Linked DNA regions of Sus scrofa: regions 1 and 3 are each linked to region 2. A link is a contact called in public Hi-C and promoter capture Hi-C data. All regions are on one chromosome and are shown on one strand. The core of a region is the stretch at or near the end of the contact, and the rest is flanking DNA. Distances in the headings are between cores, read along the strand shown.

Region 1 (2,933 bases), core at 197-2,696, 860 kb before region 2:
CAGAGGTACAGCTGCCAGCCTATGCCACAGCCACAGCAACACCAGATCTGAGCCGCGTCTGCAACTTACACCACACCTCATGGCACTGCCAGATCCTTAACCCACTGAGCGAGGCCAGGGACTGAACCCGCAAGCTCCTGGTTCCTAGGCAGATTTGTTTCCGCTGCACCACGAGGGGAACTCCCTACTTTTATTCTTATTTATTTATTTATTTATTTATCCTTTTTGGACAACCCACAGCATATGGAGTTCCCCACAGCATAGGAAGCTCCCCAGCCAGGGATCAGATCCCAGCCACAGTTGTGACCAATGCTGGATCCTTAAACCCACTGTGCCGGACCAGGGATGGAACCTGTGAGATTGCTGATCCCATTACGCTATAGCAGGAACTCCTTTGTTTTTATTTCTTTCTTTTTAAATTTTATGTCAGTATAGTTGATTTAAAATGTGTTTTATTCTGTACAGCAAGGTGATTCAGTTATACATACATATACTTTTTATTCATATTTTTTGACCTTATGGTTTATCGCAGGATATGGAACCTAGTTCCCTGTGCTATACAGTAGGACCTTGCTGTTTATCCTTCCTATATATAATAGTTTGCCTCTGCAAATCCCAAACTCCCAATCCTCCCTCCCCTCTTCCTTCCCCTCCTCCCTTGGCAGGCATAAGTCTGTTCTCTGTATCTGTGAGCCCAAAATCCTTTTTCTTTTTCACAAGCCCAGGGATAGTAATAAAGATAGTTAATGAAGAACACGCTCAACAGCTCACAGAATAAATTAATTTTCTACCCTTTTCACTGTCTTTAAAGTGACGTTTTCTAATGAAATAAACTTTATTTCACTGTAGCTATTAGAACACAATTTGATTTGTTTCAATAGATTCCTTGAAAGATAAAAAAGCAGAATATTTGTCCTTTGAAAAGATCCATTTTATGACTATGAAATGTAATTCATTTCTATACTGTCAGTAACTACAAAAAATGTCACATACATACTAAATTTACATCCTTTTTTGATAAACTGATTATCCTGTATCCTTAAAAATCAAACTATTATGATAAAATAGCATGTTTGAGGAAGACAATAGGCCAGAAATATACACACAATAATAGCCTACTAGAATTTGCTTTTTTAAGTCTCAGGAGATTTCTCTGCAGGAAGATATGGTCCTTTTAGGTAATTCCTGGCTCTTTATTCACCAGAATTACTCAGCTCTGAATGACATCTTAGAAGCTGCCTTGGTTTGGCATATATAAATATCAAGTGCAGGCGGCTTGAAACTAACAGGAAATACTCATCACGAAACGAAACATTTAAAGACAGCATTAATTTTTAAAAGGTGGCTAAATGTTGAATCATGGCGCTACTTCAATCAAGTGGCAGGCATGCAATTTAGAGACTGAGGGTAAAATGAGACTGCACACCATTATCTTGTGACTCAACTCAGAGAAATGGTTTCTCCATGGAATGCCCGGGAAGCTAAGATGACTCACAATTTGCAATAACAGTCACACTATTCCAACCGAAAAACGAAGACAACAATAAATAAATAAATAAACACTGTCAGCTCATTTTCAACAGAGCACACTCTGAGTCATGGTTTTCCGCAGCGGGGAATAATGGCTTCCATCAGTGATGAGCTTAATGAGCTATGAAGGTAGGTTTGTTAATTAAACTATTTACAGAGGTTTCAAGAGTCATCTTTCCTCCTGACTACTTTTGAAAACAATTACCTCATCTTCAACAAAATTACCCGTTAACCTTCATCTCAGGAGAAGAGGAATAGCTAAACACAAAAGGATGGTGAAGGAGGCCTGCGATGCTGGAAAGCAGTGCTTTGTTGAATCTTCTATTGAATCTGTGGGCTGGGCATTCACTGAGACCCTGCAGCCACAGACAAGAGCAGCCTCCCATGATCCGTCCTCATGGAGCTGGTGACCAAGCAGGGAAGCGAGGAATGGGCATGTGCCTGGAGATGAGGTGACAAAAGCAGAGAAAGGAAGCTCGGGGACAGTAGAATTACCAAACTGGGTCTGGGTGTGAGGGCAGAGGTCAGGAGGTAGCTGAGGATGCCACAGTAAGGCTTGAAAATGAGCAGGAATTAGCCAGTTCAAGAACAGAGTAAGAGCGGTCTAGGAGAGACAGAATCATGGGCAGGGGTTCTAAGAAGAGATCTTGAGACCTTTTCCCAGAAATGGAAAAAAAGTATGAATGGACATAAAGATCTAGTTTGACACTGCCCTCGGCTCACATCAAATTATGCAAGGCCAGGAACCCACTTTAGCGATAGCAGACATTTTTTCAAAGGGCAACTACAGAATCTTCAGCTATGGACAGACCTAATCAGATTCATATTATTTAAAGATCACTCTGGCCTCGTTGCAGAGAATGGATGGTTGAGGGGCTACTGCATAGTGTAAGCAAGAACTGATGGCTTGGACTAGAGTGACCTCCCAAAGCTATCAGATCCTATCATTGCCCTACTCAAAACCCTTCCATGCTTCCACTACTATTACATTGAAACCTTCTTTTGGCCAACAAGCTTATACACGTTTGTGCATTCCTATATCTACATCTTTACCTCTCACCTTCACAGCTTCATTCATTAGGCCTGAGCAACAGTGCCCTGATTTGAGCCCCTTGAATGGATAAAAGTATGTTCCCAATTCAGGGCCTTTATACTGGCGATTCCCTTTGCCTGGAGCCCTGTTCCTTCAGATGCTCACTGACTAGGTCTCATTCATTTGATACATATTTACTGAGCTCCTACCAAAGGCCAGTTCTGTTGTAGGGACAGCTCAAGGCCTCCCTCCCTCCTTGACCACTCCAGCTAATGTGACACTTCCCATTGCAAATCCTGTGTGTCCTATTTTATTTACAACAGGTGTCACTCACTCAAATTAGGTACTGTTAAATAGAATTTGTTTTAAT
Region 2 (3,192 bases), core at 623-3,122:
GCGCGGAGCGCTGGGGCCCTGCGTTCAGGAGACCCCGGCGTGACCGGGCTGGCAGTTTAGCAGCGGCAAAGCAGGCCTTCCTGGGTAGGCTCGCCTCGCCTTCTACCCTTTTGGGCACTTGGTATAAAAACTTAGATCTCAGCCTGACTTTATTAATAGCTTAAAGTCGGCAGCCGCTTTTCCCATATTATTCCGCAATCGGATTTGGGGGGGGGGGCTTTAGTCCCCCGTTCGTTATCTACAAACATTACGGTATCCTGTTAGCATTCCGAACAAGGGGCTGTTCATACATTCGCCTTCAATGATTTCCTGAAGGAACATGTGGAAGTAATAGTGAGCAGCGCAGTCACCCGGACTGAAGATGCACGAGAGGCGGTTGAGCAGAAGGGCTGGGGGTATGAGGCCCCAAGCCCAGCCTCATGCCGTCTTCCCGAGCCTGACCCCCCCAGGAACCGGTCCCAGTTCAACACAGCACCCCTTACAGTACTTTTCTGTGACCATTCCCGAAGGCTGCTATTCACCCTCCTGATGAGGGAGGTGATGGCTGTCTCACGTCCCAGTCTGAACCAGGCTGCCCTAGCCATTCTCAGAAGCGGGGGTGGGTGGAAGAGGGAGATCAGGGGAGTAGAGATAAAGGATGAGTCCCTTTACCCAACAAGAAAATTCAAAATTAGAGAAGGCGGGGAAGGTGAGTGTGTTCCCCTCCCCCCCGCCCCGGCTCGGAAGCCCCACTCCATCCAGGTCTGGTTCCTGGAGCGTCAGCGCCCCCTTTCCTTCGCGAGCAGGATCGCTCGCTCTCGGTGCCTTCCCTTGCCTCGCTCCCCGCCCCATAATTTGGGGCTCTGCTCTCAACCCTAGGGCATTGGTACCGTCCTACCCACAAGGCAGGAGGGAGCGCTGGGGGAGTCAAATTGCACCCTCCCCCCTTGAACGCAGAGGTGGCAGGCTGGCTGTAGACGATTCTCCAAACGCTCAAGCTTGAGCCTTTTTGTGTGCGTGATAGAAGCCAGGACAACCTCGCCCAGATAACCATGAAAACAAAGACATGACAAGATAAGTGCGCCGAGGGAGTAAAGGTCGTTCTGTCGGAGAACGTTCCAAACCTACGCAGACCCTCGACTCTTTGTACCCTCCTTCATACCCGTTTAAACACACACACGCACACGCGCGCGCACACACACACACACACGCACAAACCCCCAAAACACCCATCATCTTCATATTAGACTCAACAGTTTGCCTAATCCCATTAAAGGATTAGCAACCGCACGGCACTTTCCCTGAAAGACCCCAGGTTCAAAATCACACAACCGCTTGGAAACCTCTCCTGATGGCCCCATTTATTGTTGGGCTAGGAATTTCTCCAGAAGGGACACTTCTTGATTCCAGATTTATATTCTCTCTGAGCATTAACTGCTATTTTACGTGTACTTTTTCTTCCTTTCGAAGGCAATACAAAGCAACATAGCAGCGTAAGAAAATATCCCTCAAATCTGGAGGCAAACTCATTCTGGAAATGATGGGCAGTGTGTATTTTCACGAACCTCTTTCCCGGCAGACCGTCAACACCTCCCCCTTCCACCACCCCACCCCATCTGGTCTGCTTCTCCCCGCCCCCCAGTTGTTGTCGAAGTCTGGGGATTGGGGCTGGACCCCCTGATTGAGTAAAAGCGAAAAGCCAAGGCACAATCTGGAGGCTGGAAGATTCTGAGCGCACGGAGTTCGAGAGAAACTTTTATTTTGAAGAGGCCAAGGGGAGGGGGGGGCTTCATTTCCTGACAGCTATTTACTTAGAGCAAATGATTAGTTTTAGAAGGATGGACTATAACATTGAATCAATTACAAAACGCGGCTTTTGAGCCCATTACAGTTGGAGCTAGAGGGAGAGAAACAGAGAAGGGGACTCCAGGACAAAACTGAAGGCCGTGGACATACTTTTTGCTCCATGTGTAGGATTTTCATTGCGAATTGACATAGGAGGAGAAGGTAAGGGAGGAGAAAAAGAATTTTTTGTTTCCAAGAGAAGTCCCTGATCAGGCTCTTTGGGCTAGAAGTGAATAACTTCACTCAAACCTTGGGCGATGAGGAAAAAAAAATTGGAGTCGAATTCCAATTGTGTGTCCAGAGAGTAATTTATTTTGAATAAACTTCACTTGGAGGGAAGATAACCATAGAGTTCGAAAGTCTAGGGATTAAAAACAAAACAAAACAAAACACATTTTCCAGACCTATTTTTAAAAGCAAAAGTTGTTTTTCTAACAACTCTCTGGCCTTCCAAAGAAATTGTTTAGGCTTACATTTTTGAGGTTTCTTTGGGGGTTGGGGGTGGTATTCGTGTATACTGGGACGAGCACCAAGTAATGCTGGGAGTAGGGGCAGAGGTGTTTGCCCTCTTCTTGGCAGTGGGTCCTGGAAGGCGACAGGTTTTTAATGAGTATTTTCATTCCTCGCCCGCGGTTTGGCGGGACAACGCTGCAGCCGGTGGTGTGGAGAGCGGCTCGGGGACCGAGGGAGGTGGGGAGCAAAGAGCGCAGAGTGAGGCGCGGAAGGGGTTGAGGAGGAGGAAGGCGTGAAGGGCTCGGCTGGAGAGGGCCGGACCTTGGGTGCCCGCCGGGTGCACATGGCGCCGACCCAAAGCGCGTAATTACTGGACGGCGCTGCGCCCGGTGTGAGCCTGGGCCAGACTCAGCACAACCGTGGCGACTGCGAGACAAGCAGAGGGGGCGCGGATTTGGGGAGCTCCCCAGTGGTTTGGTAGGATCAGTGAACTGCGAGGGAGAACGGGCGCCAGCCCCGCAGAGCGCTAGGGTTGTGCGCCCTAGCGCGGGGGCGACGGCGGCGCGGGCGGGCCGGCAGGCAGGCAGGCGGTCTGGAGTAATGACAAACACATTTGGCCCCGAGTGAAGAAGTCGTCGTCGCCTCGCATTCCAGCAACTGGGGTTTGAGGAATTTCGAACTGCACTCCAAGGGGCCCTCATTGTGCGCAGTGGTCCCCACCCCCACCCATCTCTGCGCGCCCCCTTCCTCCGCGGAACGGTTCCTGCACAGCCCAGGGCTCTGCTGCTGCCGAGTCCTGGCCGCAGGAAGGAAAGAAGGAAGGTCGCCAAAAAAAGTGCAGAACTTCTTGTGGGGGAAGTTAGGGACAACTCGGAACGGAGAAACTTGTTTCCCAGGTAAGACAGGAAGGTGGGA
Region 3 (3,031 bases), core at 205-2,704, 810 kb before region 2:
GGTCTCTACTCTTGTACCACCTCATTAGAGTGGCTTTCCATGACCACTTGACATATGGAAGTTCCCAGGCAAGGGGTCGAATCAGAGCTGCAGCTGCTGGCCTACACCACAGCTCACAGCAACGCCAGATCCTTAACCCACTGAGTGAGGCCAGGGATCAAATCTGCATCCTCATGGATACTAGTTGGATTCATTTCTGATGTGCCACAACAGGAAGTCCCTCAAGAATTGTTAAATAAATAAACAGTATTTATTGACCAGAGAGCAAGTAAACCAATTGGTTGATTCGTAAAACTCGAATGGATTTCTTTCTAAAAAGTGAGTGTTCTGTCTGAAAACTTTACAACAGAAAGACTTCAGAGATCATCTAAATTCAGCTTTCCTATCTTATAGATGAGAAATCTGAAGCACAGAGGGGTGGATTACCTGAGGTCTTGCTACTAGATAGTTTTAGGTAAGAGCTAGACCAACAGTTCTCACACAGCATATTTTCTTCTCCTTGAGAGATGTGTTTTCAAAAGTAGCCCCAAAACTTGGCAATATCTAGTAAAATAAAAACTTCACATACTTTATGATAAAAAAAAACCCTGTTGTACAAAACAGCAAGTCATTTACAAGGCTTGTTGTTGTAGTTTTTTTTTTCTTTTTTTTTTCATGAAAGTGGGAAGTTGAAATCATTCTAAATGCACATCAGTAGGGAACTAGCTGTATTCATTTTGTGATAGCTATGTTATGGGATATTATGAAGGGCTTAAAAATGGACATAATTTCATACATATATACATGAACATGGAAAGGCTCTCCAAGACACTGCTAAATAAAAATCACTCACATATGGGAAGGATTCCCCAAGAAACTGAGTAAAAAAACCAAACAAAAAACAATCCACACAAAGATACACGCATATTGTATTCGTTAAGACGGGTTAACTTCAAGTTTTTCCAGCAAAACAATGCATGTGAAGAAAATATATATATAAAATTTCATAACACTGCCCATGAAACAGGAAAACAAAGGCTACCTCTGTAAAGGAGAATAACAGATAAGAAGTGTTTGATTTTTTTACCACGGACAATGCGTTATTCATTTACTTGGCTTTTATTTGCTGTTAATTTTTCAAGAAAGTGGGCTTGAATTACTGTTTGTTCTCTAATGAGAAACAGGGACTGAGAGGTAATGATTCTGTGTCAGGTTTGATACATGTAAAGAAAGAAACAAGGCCTTTCGTAAGATTAAAAAACAACAACAAACAAAAAAAAACCGACTGAGAAGAAAAAGTAAACACCAAAGGCAGAAAGTAACAATGGAGTACTCTCCAGGAAAAGCAATACGGTTTACCAGAGATAGGACTGGGGGAGGGGAATTCTAGACGACGCACGACGTTACAAGAGGAAGTCACGCTAAAAAACCAAAGCGAGATTCCACGGGAGGCGGGGCCAACTACGATGCGCGTGCGCAACCAGGCTCAGGTGGCCGCCGCCGCTGCGGAAGCAAAGCTACCTAGAGACGCCGCGCCGCTTGGGTGCTGGTGCGCGTGCGCGGGCGCGGGCGGAGCGGCGCCGGAGTCGTCTTCTTTACCGCCGCTGCCGCCGCCGCCACGGCCGTCTCTCCTGGATTTGAGTCTCGCGCTTTCTTCGTTCGCTCGCCGGCGGGTTCGCTCCCCTCTCGAGCCCCCGGGCAGCGAGGCTTGGGAAGGGGTTGGAGGGGGCTGCTGATAGCCGCCTTTAAGTTGTGCTCGGGGCGGCCATGTCGGCCGGCGAGGTTGAGCGCCTAGTGTCGGAGCTGAGCGGCGGGACCGGAGGGGATGAGGAGGAAGAGTGGCTCTATGGCGGTACGGAACTTCCTGTCCCTTCTCTCTCTCCCGGGTTCTCTCAGGCCTCTCCTCCGGGTCTGCCGACGGCTGGCGTCCCGGGCCCCTGACGCCGCCGCCCGGGGCCTCTCGCACAGAGCCTCGTCCGGCCTGACTCAGGCCGAGTGCGGCGTGCGCGTCCCCCGCCCCCCTCGGCCTCTGGACGCCCAGCCCACACCCCCTACGCGCTCCCACCCCGCGGCGGCCGCTCGGGGCTGGTCCGGGGGCGCGGGTCCTGGCCCGCGGTCTCTCCCTCCTACTCACTCGGGCTTCTCGGACGCCTCGCCTCCGCGCTCTTCGTCTGTTTTTTAATATCGCCTCTAAGCTGTGTTGGTGCGGCTCCTCTTGCCCCTTGACTGTAGGATGCCCTTCCTGTTGCCAGAAACAGTCATTCTGTAATAATAGCTAAATAAAGTTGATGCTGTAAAACTAACGTCTTGTTTCTTGATGGTCAGTTTGTATGGAATGCACCTGCAAGGGTACCTCCTTGTCTGAAAGTCGTGCTTTAAAATAATAATTAAGAGAGAGAGAAAGAGATGGAATACATTATGGCCCATAAAGAAAACTCTGAATGTCTCCTGTATTAAGGTGAAATTTTTCTTTTTTAAGAGACTACTCTTAACCCACATCATTGAAGTATCTCATGTCCCTAGGCTTATAGTTTTCAGTGTCATCTCATGCATATTTTTTTCACAAATAAGTTCACTACATCTTTTATGGCCCCTTTGAAAGGGACTTGTGTGACACTGATTTTTAACTTCCATCAAGTTACGGTCCCTTCTTGTTTGTTACTGATACTAATTTTGAAAGTTAATGTTTTTTCCTTGCCTAAAATGCATATTGATTCTCTTGAGAATAGTGTAGTAAAAGACCACGTTTAGGCACCGTGCAGCTCCTGGTGATGTGATTAACAAACTTTGATTTTGATAAACTTGTAAAAGACATCTTTTTTTTGGTGGCAAAATTTAGCATTAGTAATACTCTGAATTGTAAATGTTGAGGGTTTCTTTTACACAGATCTAGAAATCTTTAGTACCTTTTAAATTAAGCTTACTTTTATAGAAGTAAAGTCTGATTTTTTTTTTTTATTTTTTTATTTTTCGTAAAAGACATATCTTGTTAAGTTATTATAAGGTGATCTAACTTTGGATGTGCTTATAGGCCCATGGGACGTGCATGTGC

The links. Promoter capture Hi-C pulls out the DNA fragments that hold promoters and counts their contacts. Hi-C and Micro-C count contacts between places; a contact is called where the count stands out from the background.
Region 1: a contact with region 2 is called in a Hi-C map of embryonic fibroblasts, with 3 times the contacts expected there. The contact joins the enhancer-like site here to the promoter of PDGFRA in region 2. A contact is called at or near these places in 6 of 47 Hi-C or Micro-C datasets (embryonic fibroblasts, epiblast stem cells, fetal skeletal muscle and 2 more) and 1 of 2 datasets of contacts at active chromatin or transcription factors (skeletal muscle).
Region 3: a contact with region 2 is called in a promoter capture Hi-C map of fetal skeletal muscle, with 4 times the contacts expected there. The contact joins the promoter of FIP1L1 here to the promoter of PDGFRA in region 2. A contact is called at or near these places in 4 of 5 promoter capture datasets (fetal liver, fetal skeletal muscle, liver and 1 more) and 7 of 47 Hi-C or Micro-C datasets (adipocytes, embryonic fibroblasts, fibroblasts and 3 more).

Annotation. Positions count from the first base shown.
Region 1 is chr8:40,106,190-40,109,122 of Sscrofa11.1, forward strand. The region is part of intron 2 of SCFD2 (sec1 family domain-containing protein 2); the gene reads right to left. Among named protein-coding and RNA genes, the nearest start is that of SCFD2, 38 kb to the right of the region's middle. Within about 2 kb of position 1,447, at least 5 of the 83 cell types and tissues checked have an H3K27ac peak or open chromatin away from gene starts, as enhancers often do. A contact at or near this core is called in embryonic fibroblasts, where this site is marked.
Region 2 is chr8:40,964,696-40,967,887 of Sscrofa11.1, forward strand. It overlaps PDGFRA (platelet-derived growth factor receptor alpha), which reads left to right and starts at 1,873. Exons shown (of 24, transcript NM_001315756.1): 1 at 1,873-1,986.
Region 3 is chr8:40,155,809-40,158,839 of Sscrofa11.1, forward strand. FIP1L1 (pre-mRNA 3'-end-processing factor FIP1) reads left to right here and starts at 1,455. Exons shown (of 17, transcript XM_021101251.1): 1 at 1,455-1,831; 2 at 3,011-3,031. The coding sequence starts at 1,747.